4 separate regions of the Mus musculus genome follow, and regions 1, 2 and 3 are each linked to region 4. The links are chromatin contacts, called in public HiCAR-type, HiChIP or PLAC-seq and promoter capture Hi-C maps. All regions are on one chromosome and are shown on one strand. The core of a region is the stretch at or near the end of the contact, and the rest is flanking DNA. Distances in the headings are between cores, read along the strand shown. Region 1 holds the start of Mtarc1 (mitochondrial amidoxime reducing component 1). Region 2 overlaps C130074G19Rik (RIKEN cDNA C130074G19 gene). Region 3 holds the start of Rab3gap2 (RAB3 GTPase activating protein subunit 2). Region 4 has its middle 21 kb from the start of Hhipl2.

The links. Promoter capture Hi-C pulls out the DNA fragments that hold promoters and counts their contacts. HiCAR-type assays count read pairs that join an accessible place to other places. HiChIP or PLAC-seq counts read pairs in DNA pulled down with a chosen protein or histone mark.
Region 1: a contact with region 4 is called in a promoter capture Hi-C map of liver, with 9 times the contacts expected there. The contact joins the promoter of Mtarc1 here to the enhancer-like site in region 4. A contact is called at or near these places in 13 of 39 promoter capture datasets (the 3T3-L1 cell line, 3T3-L1-derived adipocytes, the C10 cell line and 8 more), 2 of 115 datasets of contacts at active chromatin or transcription factors (acute myeloid leukemia and microglia) and 2 of 9 other capture datasets (adipose tissue and liver).
Region 2: a HiCAR-type map of kidney shows a contact between it and region 4, with 4 times the contacts expected there. The contact joins two enhancer-like sites. A contact is called at or near these places in 1 of 39 promoter capture datasets (hippocampal neurons), 1 of 484 Hi-C or Micro-C datasets (cortical neurons) and 1 of 115 datasets of contacts at active chromatin or transcription factors (kidney).
Region 3: an H3K4me3 HiChIP or PLAC-seq map of forebrain shows a contact between it and region 4, with 12 times the contacts expected there. The contact joins the promoter of Rab3gap2 here to the enhancer-like site in region 4. A contact is called at or near these places in 1 of 39 promoter capture datasets (pre-B cells), 1 of 484 Hi-C or Micro-C datasets (cortical neurons) and 3 of 115 datasets of contacts at active chromatin or transcription factors (astrocytes, embryonic forebrain and forebrain).

Annotation. Positions count from the first base shown.
Region 1 is chr1:184,809,609-184,812,770 of GRCm38.p6, forward strand. It overlaps Mtarc1 (mitochondrial amidoxime reducing component 1), which reads right to left and starts at 1,692. Exons shown (of 7, transcript NM_001290273.1): 1 at 1,238-1,692. The coding sequence starts at 1,521.
Region 2 is chr1:184,869,842-184,872,817 of GRCm38.p6, forward strand. It overlaps C130074G19Rik (RIKEN cDNA C130074G19 gene), which reads right to left. Exons shown (of 2, transcript NM_178692.3): 2 at 2,085-2,976. Among named protein-coding and RNA genes, the nearest start is that of Gm34602, 6.1 kb to the right of the region's middle. Within about 2 kb of position 1,405, at least 49 of the 459 cell types and tissues checked have an H3K27ac peak or open chromatin away from gene starts, as enhancers often do. A contact at or near this core is called in kidney, where this site is marked.
Region 3 is chr1:185,202,887-185,205,616 of GRCm38.p6, forward strand. It overlaps Rab3gap2 (RAB3 GTPase activating protein subunit 2), which reads left to right and starts at 1,282. Exons shown (of 35, transcript NM_001163754.1): 1 at 1,282-1,467. The coding sequence starts at 1,356.
Region 4 is chr1:183,437,908-183,440,663 of GRCm38.p6, forward strand. No RefSeq gene overlaps it. Among named protein-coding and RNA genes, the nearest start is that of Hhipl2, 21 kb to the left of the region's middle. Within about 2 kb of position 1,309, at least 110 of the 459 cell types and tissues checked have an H3K27ac peak or open chromatin away from gene starts, as enhancers often do. A contact at or near this core is called in adipose tissue, forebrain, kidney and 1 more, where this site is marked.

The sequences.
Region 1 (3,162 bases), core at 442-2,941, 1.4 Mb after region 4:
GCCTCTGAGGCTGACAGAATCGATCTATAGACAAGAAGCTAGTGTATGTGGGATCCCACTGCTCAAAACAGGGAATAGTTAGGGTTCCTGACTGCCTGGAGCAGAGGTGAGCAGCTGACCTTTGAACTTTGTCCAGAACTGCTGTGTCTCAGTGAAAGGACCATTGGTGTATTTTCTAGTGAAGGAGAGTCAGCCTCTAATGATCTTTGGTTCTTGAGATATGAAGAATTGCAAAACACAGGTGATGGGGAGAGGGGGGGGGTTGGGGCGGGCGGAGAGCAGTCTCACATTACAAGGTCCACACTGAACCGAGGAACCCACTCATCTGTAACTGCCCATCAACCTTATGTAAAAGCCACCCGTAAATCAGCTATGAGACAAGAAGGGCTTTGGAGCAAAAATCTCCATTTCTTCTTCCTGAACCAGTCGGTCAGCATGTCCACTGGACCGGCCTGATCTGAGGCGAATGGCTTGTGTTAGCTTTAGAGAGCTGAGACGGGGAGGTCGCAGCCTCTGTTAGCCTGTGTCCTCTGCTGAAGGAGAGGCCTGAGGATCCTGATACGCAGCCTTCCAGTGATGCCCAGAGCTGGTGGGAGACCAGACCTGAAGAGAGCAGAGCTGCTGAACCTTCGCTGAAGTCCCGGCGACAGGGGTCACTCCTCAGCTGGACTCTTAGTCGCTGTTTACAAATCCCAGGTTGCCCCCCCCCCCACCCAGTGCAGAACCTTTATCTGACAAGAGCCTTGGGGAAATAACACTCACAGCTTATTTTCTTAAGCTGTCATGCATGCTCAACTACTGCACTAACAGGGATGAGCCGTGCCTAGGATCCAGGATCTATTGTCTTAGTTTTTCTAAATTTAAGACTATCACTGAGAGTAAAGTAACCAAGGACCAGTCCCTTCAGGGTCCCTGGGTGGAGGGAGATTGAAGTTTCTTCTTGCGGATTGGCCGGCGTGAGAAATGCCTCGTCTAACACCACAAGATTTGAAATAGCCACGAGAGGATGGATAGAGAGATGTCCAACTCCAGGAAGCGTGAAACCCGGGAACTTCAGAGTTCCAGGTCCCCCGAGTTGGCTGGCGGAGGGTGAAGTTCATTTTTTCCGTTTCTCACCACCCCTTTCCCAGCCTCCGGTCTCTAGTCTGAGTAAGAAGGGACCGGCGAGCGGACCCCGCTGACCTCCCCACACCCACACAGCCTAGGTCAGCGTGGTGATGCTCGGTGCTCAGCGTACCTGTCGCGCAGGTGGCCATAGCGCAGCCCCATGGCAGTGCACTCTGCCTCGCTCACCGACAACCCCTTGCAGGACTTGATTGGGTAGATCCAGAGCTGTGCCACCGTTCCCACTTGCTGTAGCCGCCGGCGTCGCCGGGGACGCGCACGACGCCAGGCCACTGTCCCCAGGGCCACCGCGGCCAGTCCCAGCGCGGCGACGCCGAGCCAGGTGGACCGCGGCTGGCCCGGGACCCGAAACGCGGAGAAGCCGAAGAGGGTCAGCGCCCAGGACCCCGCACCCATGACTGGAGAGGGCGGGATGAGCGCTTGATACACCTCCGGCGCCGACTGGACCAAGAGCTACTGTGGCCAGCGGCCTGGGCCTGAGCCCAAAGGTCAGCAGCTCCTGACCCTTCCCCTCCAATCCAAATTGTGCATCTTCATTCGGCCTGGGCGGGAGGTGGTGGCTCAGCTGTGGAATCTCACCGCCTGCCCCTACTTTCCGCTGCCTTCCCCCCCTTCGGTCCCTCCCTCCCTCCCTCCCCTTCCCTCCCTCGCTGACCCTCTCCCAGGATCAATCAGTGCAGAGCAGCTTATTTACATGTTTGCAGAGTTGTTTATTTGACCTAAAACACACAACGTTTGCAGAACGTGGCGTGATTTTGAAATTAGAAACCAGGCTGCGGGCAGCCGCCCCTCTGGGGTCTGTGGGGAGCAGTTTGGCAGCAGCCAGGGTGCTTCCAACCAGCTGGGATATGAAGGGAAAAGATCTGACCAGCCTTGAGGATCTACAGGGCCAATCCTGGGCTGCAGCTATTCGTAGACACCCGCCCCCCGCACCCCCCACCCACACGCCCCTCTTTTCCCTGCGTCCTAATGTGGACTTGCACTGCCAGGTATCTCTTCCGAAGGCTACCGCATCTTGAACAACAAAGACAAGACCATCAAGGTACCTTGGGCGCCTTAGGCACCTGTTTGGTGTGTCAAGCTGCTAAAATGTCATATTTATTCAAGACTGTTCTAACCAGAGCATTTTCTCTACTAAGTTAAGGCAGAGAGACTGGACTTTGTACTGAAACAAGGGCTGGGGATTTTACAGCCAAGGGGCAGTGCGGGGATGAACCTGGCTGCAGGAATAAAGATTTCTCTGAAGAGAAGCTTGTGCCCTTCCCTCTAGCCAACAGACTCTTGAAACAGTGGACCAAGAAACTGGGACTCCCCCGACTTCACCCCATCCCAAGTCTCAAGGTGAGAGAAGGAGATGGCTGGGAGCCATCAATCAATCGGAGGGAGAGCCTGCCTCCCAGAGGGAGATTCCACAGAGTTCTGACAAAGCCTCAGACCGCCTGAAACACGGGAGGGTCTGATGGGTAGGATCACACTTTGACCAGAATAGTTCTGCTGATGGGCAGCATCCTAAAGCAGAGGGGGCAGTCCCCAAAACTCGATGTTCACGTGGAAATGCAAGAATGAGGTATCATGGAGGCCAGCCGAGGCCAGGCAATGTGCTGCCGGCTGAGTTGGACGCCCTGTAGAGGTGCCCTGTAGAGAGGCCACTGTGTGGAGAGTGGGAGAAGCAAGCAGAACGCTAGCACACACTGGCCTCAGCTAGCTGGGCGACTCACTTCCCTGGGTTTGGGCATGAAATGTCACCCTCTAGCTTGCATGTCCCCCCGGCTGGTGGCGCTATCTGGGGAGGCTGAAGTAAATGATGAGGTGTAGCCTAGCTGGGGAGGAAGGAAGTCTCCTGAGGGCTGGCCCCTTCCTGACCATCTGCTTCCTTCCCTTGGCTTGTCAGGTAAAATTGACTCAGGATACAGCTTCATATCCCACATTTACCTCACAGCCTGCTGGAAGCCAAGGGCCCAGGACCCAGCGAAGGAGAAGACGGAAGGAGCAACAGCTGTCCCCCATGGATGATATGTCTTTTGACATCATCAGCTA
Region 2 (2,976 bases), core at 155-2,654, 1.4 Mb after region 4:
CCCCACATTCTCTCACCACAGTTTGCCTTTGCAACAACTCTGCACATTTCCCAGAGCAAGCCAAAAATCAAAAATAAGTCTCAATTAGGAGTAAGAGAGTAAGTCCCAGGCGGAAACTATTCACCCTGGCTTTGCAGAGCCAGTGAGGGAGGCGTGGCCCATCATCTCAATTTCTACTCAGTCCTTTGGCTCTGATGTTTATTGAATTAATAATCTACTTATCTGTACACTTATTTACATACTTATGGAAGTCCTGGGGTCTGAACACAAGGCCTTGCCCTCACTAAGCACTGTCATGCTGAGCAACACCCCATCCTGGCTTTGACTGCTTTGAACAAGGTATGTCTATGTGGAGCTCTGTTACCAGGGACAGAAGAGGAACTCACCCGAGAAACATTGTTTTAAGAGGCCAAGTCAGTCCTCAAGGTGCAGAATGGGCTCCCTCTGGAGCTGGAGGCAAAGGTTGGAGCTTGAAGCCCCCAGGGGCTCAGGTTTAGCACAGTCCCTGCCAACAAGTCTTTGTTCTCCTGCCCTGCTCCCCTGCGCCCTGCATGGCTGGTGTTCCTGCCAGGGTTTGGCACTGGGCCCTGTGAGAGATCTTAAGATCTACTTCCCTTTGGCTGGGATGTGCACTGGAGTGATTTGGCTCAAGAACAAACTTTGCCTCCAAATTTAAAAGCAAAATCCAGTATTTATTTCTCCACATTTTTCTAAAAATGATTAAGGGAGCCAGAGGTTCTTCTTCTTAACTCAGGAACCGTTTACCTTTTGGGAAAAACCATGGAGCTCTGAAATACACCCTTGTTAGGGGTAGTGAGGGTGTCCTTCCCCACCCTACACCTTGAACCTGCTCTACATCTCCATTTTATCACAAAATAAACTTCCCAGGAAGCTCTGTTCAAGCTCCAGATACTGTGGGCCTTCCTCAGTTCTCAGCTCTCCTGCAGAAGCAGAACCGGGACCAAGAATCTAAACTCTCAACTGGGATTGCCTAACTCGGGGGTGGTTCTCAACCTGTGGGTCGCGACCCTTTGGGGTTTGTCAAGAGACCTTTTCACAGGGATTGCCTAAGACCAATGGAAAAACACAGATATTTATATTATATTAAGATCCACAGCAGTAGCCAAATCATAGTTATGAAGTCGCAATGAAAATTTTACGATGGGGGGGGTGGTCACCACAACACGATAAACTGTATTAAAGGGTCACAGCATTAGGAAGGTTGAGAACCACTGGCCTAATGGACTACTGAGACATGGTTCCGTGGTCACAGTGACCCCGAGGGTCAAGGTCTGAGTTCAAGTTCTGTTTCTTGGTCACAGATGCCATTTGATACTTCTTTGAGCAGACACGGGTGCTGGGCAGAGAGACAGCGTGCAGGGGTGGGGGAGGGGCATTCCCAGGTAGCAGAGGACTCACTTGTCACCTTGCCTCTCCTGTGCTGGGACAATTGGTGTGTGCTGCCATGCCCAACTCCAGTGGAAGCACTTCACCTCCCTCCCCTGCATGAGGTGAGAATCATGTTCTAAATTCCCCACCCCCACCCCAGGGGATGGAACCCCATGGTAAGAAAGAACTCTGCCATAGATCTTTGCTATCCCCAACAGGCAGAAAATTGTTCCCATATACTTGCATTGCCAGATAATCTGATGGCTAACCAGGACCTAGTGTCTGCTTCATATCTACAGTGAGAATACACTGAGCAGGGGTGTGCGCCAGCATGCCAGTGTGGAGTGACACTCAAGGGCCACCCTGCTGTCCCAGCCTCCCTCCCTGGAGCCCCATTAGGAGAGGCATTTCCCAACCAAGACAGAGACCAGAGGCTCCTTGGCTTGTGGGGAATGCAGTCTTCTGGCTCCACACTGAGGTCAAAGGTTCTGGAAATTTTTCATTTGTAACAGATGGGAAGGGTGGTTCCCACCCTAGAGCCTGTTCTGAGGGATTCTAGAGAATGCAGCCTTTAACACTGCAGGTGTGTGTGTGTGTGTTGGGGGGTGGGGTGCTGGAGCCACCACATTCCCAGGTTCTGCTGGAGCCCCAGCTGTCTCCCTCAGGAGACAGAACAGGGAAGGCACAGCCCTCCACACAGGAAAACCAGACAAGCTGGAACTTTTATTTACAGCAAAGGCAAGGGAGGGATACAGAGGAAGGGGTTGGAAGCCAGTAGTGGGAGAGCTAAGCTCTTAAACTCGGTTGCAGTGGGGTGTGGGCCCTGCTGCTGGACACAAGAGAATAACCAGGAAAAGCGAAGAAGAGCAGTCTGCAGCAGGAACCAAGTTTGCAGGCTGGAAGAACCAGGCTCTCAGAACCAAAAGTCCCACACAGGCGACGATGTGACCACACAGCATGCTCCAGGGGCTGAAGTCCACCTTGCAGCAAACCCCACCGAGTCCCAGGAAAACCCCTGAGAGCTTTTGACTTTGGACGCTTTGAGTTAATTCTTAGCCAGACTTTGAGAGACACCTGGCCAGATGTGCTTTGCTTTGTTGCTTTCACAATTTGGGAGGTGGGGAGGGAGAGACTCCCAGGGGAGGAAGCAACATTGACTCCCAATCCCATCCCTTCCTTGGGCCACACTTCTCCCTACCTGGCTCTCCCTTCTCACACTTCTCCCTACCCGGCTCTCCCTTCTCACACTTCTCCCTTGTTGGCTCCTGGGGGCTCAGCTGTGGTTGGAAGGGGAGGCATCCTGCAAAGCCTCCCATTTCTGTCTCTTTCCAACTAACTGCATGCTGCCCTTTCTCCTATTAACCTCTCCTTTCCCATCCTAGGCCTATCCAGCAAGCATCACTCTGTCACGAGTGTGAATCCATGCACATAGCAGCTAGTGCTACTGGGGCTAAAGCAAGACTATTTCCCAGCTCTAGGGCCTGGGCATATTCAGCAGGGCTGGGTCTAAATGGGCAACTACCACTGTCTTCTGTGCCTGTCTCTCTGTCCATCTTCCTACCCTACCCACCCACCAGTGCCTAATGG
Region 3 (2,730 bases), core at 32-2,531, 1.8 Mb after region 4:
GGGAATTGAAGGTTTGAGGCTAACCTGGACTACATGGCTAGACCTTATCTCAAACAATCAAAGAAACAAGACTCCTTGAAGATATTTATGACAGTCTAACTGGGCAAGATATGGAAATGTACTTTCAAATCCAAGTAAAAGACTCAGGTTGGTCTTTAATTTATGTGTATATACTTCAGTAAGTATTTATCAAGGACTCAACTGGGTGCCAGATCCCATGCTAGAGACCAGGTATTTAAGGGGTTAAACGGATCCCCAGTCCTCCAGGAGTCTATAAGGATGGTGCTTTCCTTATCCAAAACCCAAAGGAAAAGTACAGGGTCAGTCTCCCCAGCTCTGTTCTGCCGTGCTGTTTTGTTGTTCTTTCCCGCCTAGCATTCTCTCAGTTTTAGTTAGCTGAGTAAGTAATTGCTTCACTTGGCCTGTGTTAGTCACTAGCTTTTTAGTTCCGTAGGAATGTGTCCCTTTCTGTTCCGAAGCTCTGTGCCTAGAGTGTGGCTGGCACGGAAAACACTAACAAATACTTGTTGGGCGGTTAGATGAACAAACGGATGAAAAGGCAAACGGACGATTACAGAGCACCATTCAATACTGCGCTGGTCCTGTTACTACATCGGGCTTTCACAGAACCGTGGCAACTTATAGATAGGAGTATTTATTTAATACGAGCCCTTAAGGAGCTGCTTTCCATCGCTTTGTTACTTGAGACACTGTTTTTGCATTGTAGCCCAGGATAGTGGCTTCAACAGCCAGAAATTCACCTGCCTCAGACTGAGGTAGGAAGGATTACAGGCATAGGCGCCGCAGACTCTTTTGGGAGTTGGGGTATAGGTGCTGAGGATAGCCTTCCACATTAAAAAAAAAAAAAACAAAAGCACAAACAAAATTACGAAGTTCTCAGGCACCTGCCCACACTCAGCTTAAACCGCCTGATCTGCGAACGATCTAGGTCGTGTCCGTAGAAGCACACCAACAAGATTGTTTGGGTGACTCAATGGCCCCCGCAAAGTTCAATTAGATCACCTTTGGAGGAAGGCCAGAATGACGGGACAAGCTCGCCCAAGAAAGAATGCGGCCAGGCTCCACGTCTAACTCTCCGCCACAAGACCGCGAGTCACGTGTCCGAAGCTGCACCCTCCCTCGGCTCCCGCTCGGCCCGCGCACGCGCAGCTTCGGGGCGTCCCGCGCATGCGTAGCACCCTCCCCTCGCGAGGAGTGCTGACAGCTTCCGGTCTGGCGTCCCCGCCCCCCCAGGGTAGCTGAAGCTTTCGGGGCTCCGTGCTGTCAGCCTTCGGGTGGAGTGGCCCGGGCGTGGCTAGGGACCACGAGCCCCGCGAGGCGGGGTCCCTGCAGCCATGGCCTGCTCCATCGTCCAGTTCTGCTCCTTCCAGGACCTGCAGTCCGCGCGCGACTTCCTATTCCCTCACCTGCGGGAGGAGACCCCCGGCGCCCTGAAGAGGGACCCGAGTAAGTGTCCCGGCGACCGGGACGCGGCTGCAAGCCTCCCTTCCCTCGGCGTCCCGTCTCTCTCAGCCTCAGCCTTTTGCGTCTCCTGTCCTGTCGCCTGTCTGTCACCGCTCCCCACCCCCTCCTTCCCAGTCCCAGCTCCACGTCTTCTCCCTATGCACACCACCTGCTCAGAGATAGCATCCTCCGTCCCAGTCCCTGCCTAATGTCAGCCCTCCACCCTGTGCTTGTTCCAACTCCCATCCTTCTCCATTTCTGGCACTGTATGTAGCCTTTGCTCTGCCCCTTCAAGAGGTGCTTAGCATCCCCACCCTCTTCCATCTCTTTTCTGTCATTCAGATTTACGGAATAAATGGCCGATTGGCAAGTGAAGGGTTTTTAAGGTGGTGAGTAAACTGCCAAGTAAGAAAAGTAACCTCTTAGGAAGTGAGGAGAATCCAGGGTAGGAACTAAAATTACAGCCACATGGTCGAGAAAAGTTAATTGGCGTCTATTGAGGTGAGAAACAGCGCCTGTTATTACCATCAAACAACGTTAACAAGCCCTACTTCATGAATATAAATCCCAAAGCTGCTTACTAAATGCTGCGTATTACCTGAGGATTTTATTATATGCTCCTTTATTTCTCCTTTTGAAAGAGGGTATCTTACTCTGCTTTCTTTATTTTTAATATGAAAATCACTTTGCTCTGTAGACCCAGTAATAATTTTTAAAAAACCACTCTCCTTTTCACTATTTAGAAGCTATCCCAGGGCACTAGGGAGATTCTGCTTCCTAGTAGGGTCTGTCTGAAAAGTAATGTTTGAAAATATCAAATATGGGAGGAACTAGGGATGAATAGTTTGTACCAGTCATTGCTGCTCCCTACCACTTAAGTTTGGTAGTTTCCGTCTGGTAGCACTATGATTCACTGGTAATGTCACGTGTGAGTGAGGGTGCTCTAACATGATAGATGGCTTGACAGGCGCGTGTGTTGAGAGAGAAAGAAGGCCATATCTGAAATGCTTGTGGAGACGTCCAACACTTGGTATGGCAGCTGGAGTCAAGGTGATAATTAGTTAAGGGTGAAGTGTGGTTTCAGTCTATAGAATGCTAACTGTTGTGTCGTGGACTCGCTACTGACGAGAACCTTAGGAAGAGACTGAAGTTGGGGAGTCTTGTAAGGGTTCTTGGGGAGATGGGAGAGAGGGGCACCAGGTGATGGAAATGTCTCAGAAGCTGAAGGAGAGAATCTGACCCTGGTGAGGGGTGGTCAGCAGTTTG
Region 4 (2,756 bases), core at 59-2,558:
CTTCTTACTTTTCAGATGTCTACGGAGGCCAGAAGAGGGTGTCGGAACCACGGGACTCAGGATTCCGGGTGCTGAGAACTGAAGGGGGATTCTGGGGGCATTTACAAGAGCAGAACGTGGAGAGTTATTTTTTCAGCTCTATTCTGAACTCTGTTCGAATGGGACGATGGTGGGTGGGTCTAGGGAACAGAGGTGAAAGGATTCTCTGAAATTCTGGGAAGCTGGGCGGGCGTGGGGAGGGGCGGAGAGTTTCCCTGGCCCAGAGTTCTTGCCGAACTAATCATGGATAGTCACCCAGCGAGCTTTCACGGAAGGGCACAGTGAGGCCAACGTGTGTTCCGTTTCCTCAAAATTTATGGAGTTGAAAGGCTCAGGAGGGAAAGAAAACAAAAAACAAGGACCAGCTGGTGGGGACGGGGCTGGGGGCCGGGGTAGCAGCGACCGGAGAATGATAAGGTGGTCCGAGTTCTGGCTGGAGACATCTCGGATGAAGCCAGAGTGCTTGGCTGTGGTGCAGAGAACCACTTTAGGAGAGGACACTAAGGAGCAGAGCTGGGGTTTATTATGAAGACGCTTTTAACACAGATTAAAGCATGGGTGTTAGAGGAGGCTGGACGCTTAGAGCAAGGTCGGTTGACACACAGCGTGGGCCCGGGGGTCTCGGTTACAGCCTTGTGCGCGATTGTGGTGGCTCCTGAAACGCATTAAAGCTTTCTTGGGAACTTTCTTTATCCTCTTTCCCTTTTGGTAAATGGGTACACAGAGCTCCTGAGACACCTTGGATAGCATTATACTCTGATAAGCTAAAACCACACTAGCAAAGAGGGGAAATTAATTATAATTATACATTTTATTTCATCCAGCATGTTCCAACACTGTAAGCAGTTAAGTCTTCCTAATGACAGAGTTTACATTCTTTCTCTTCTTTAGTTCTGAGTTTTCTAAGTGGAGGTATGGTTGTTCTCATCTTAATTCGGTAAGGTCATACTTCAAACGGCCTTCAGTCTGTGTATCCTTTATCAAGCCCTGGCCCTGAGATCTGGGTGAAAAATCCCTAGCCCGGAAAATTCATGAGTTCAGAAAAGATTCTTGGCGCTCTACCCCAAGTGTCCCAGCTCAGAGGGTGTTCTAGCATCCAAGAAAAAAACAAAACAAAACAAAAAACAGAGAACGGCTCTAACCAGGAAAGCAGTCGGGAACTTTCGTTTTGGGAGTCCCTCCTCCACCCTTGCCCTTGGCAGGACAGGACTTTGGAGCCATACTGGGCTGGCGAGCTGGGGCTGCCACGTGTCGGCCACAGCGCAGGGCGGTGTCCGGGTCCAGCGGGCCACAGTCCCAAGGCCAAGTGTGGGAGGCTCAGCGGGTCCTCGTCCTCAGCCATGGTTAGAGTGGCACCACAGCGCCTCTCACCGGCCGACCCGCGTAACTGCAGGCCTGGCGCCTCCGGGTTGCCAGAGGCCAAGTTTGCTTCCAGGAGCGCTTTGCCTTAGAAAGAGACGGTGGAACTTCAAAGCTCCATTTCTGGCGAACCAAGTAAAAACCTGGTTCAGTAGTAAGCCCCCAACCCCATCCACCTTCCTCTTGCTTTTGTTATATTCCAGGATTTCCCCTGCCCCTTGCTGCGCCACTTCTAAAATACCTGGCATCCATGTGCATTTCTTTGGAAGCATCCCCAGGCACTAACATCTTAGGAATCCTTTCCCCATTGCATCTTTTCTGCTTGTTTAAGTGATGTTTTTATTCTTGGAGAGTTCCAAATTATATCCAGTCACCTACCGCCTCCTCTAGCTCTCTCTAGGGCCTCGATCCCTCTCCTTTCCCCTTCGCGTCTTTTACTTTTTTTTGTTATCGATCACCCCTTGAACACAACAGGTGCTGCCCATACGCACATGAACGTGGACCACCCACTAGGGCATGAGCAACCGTTCAGTGGCCTGGTCCCTCGGCAGCTACCTCATAGCTTCTCCTGTGTGGTGGTGGGGCCCATGCTGTAATTTTGACTGGCTCGATTTTGTGCTGGTAACCACAGCTAATGTGATTCCATGCATGCAACAGCCATTTCATGCCTAAAAAGTGAGTGTTTCGCAATTCTCTCCCCTTCTCTCCCCCTACCCCCAGTCTCCAGCTTTTGACATTCCATCTGCCCCTTCTGTGAAGTTCCCTGAGCACTGGATTGTGGGAGGTTGGTGTGGATGATCCATCTGTAGCCGAGTGCCCAGTTATTTATACTTGGCACTTTGACCTGTTATGAATCTTTACATGAACCACGACCCACGGCCAAAGGAAGCTCCTCTGACTAAAGGTGAGGGAAGCAGGAATCTATGGGCACAGACATACATATTTAGAAGGTAGTGTGATAGTATGACCACTTAGCACAAAAGCAAAAACCAAACCAAACCAAACCAAGCCAAACCAAGCCAAACCAAAACATCATCATCATCATCACCACCACCACCACCATCATCAACAACAGCAGCAGCAGGTAGCCCACAACCCCTAGACAGGCCTGTGATCGCCTCAGTCTTGGGCTTTTGACCGGGTTTACAGCACCAAGGATGTCAAGGATGAATTTCCTTCTGTGGAGCAGGCCTCACATCCGACCTGAGAACGGTTGGTTACCTGCTTAGCTGTCATGTCTCTAAATTCCAGCGAGCACTTCCAGCCACCAGGTCAGTGCAGTGAGGATCACAGCTGTGTAAGACTGCTGGTGACTTTTCTCCTCCAGAGACTGGCACAGGACCTCTGGCCTGGGTAAG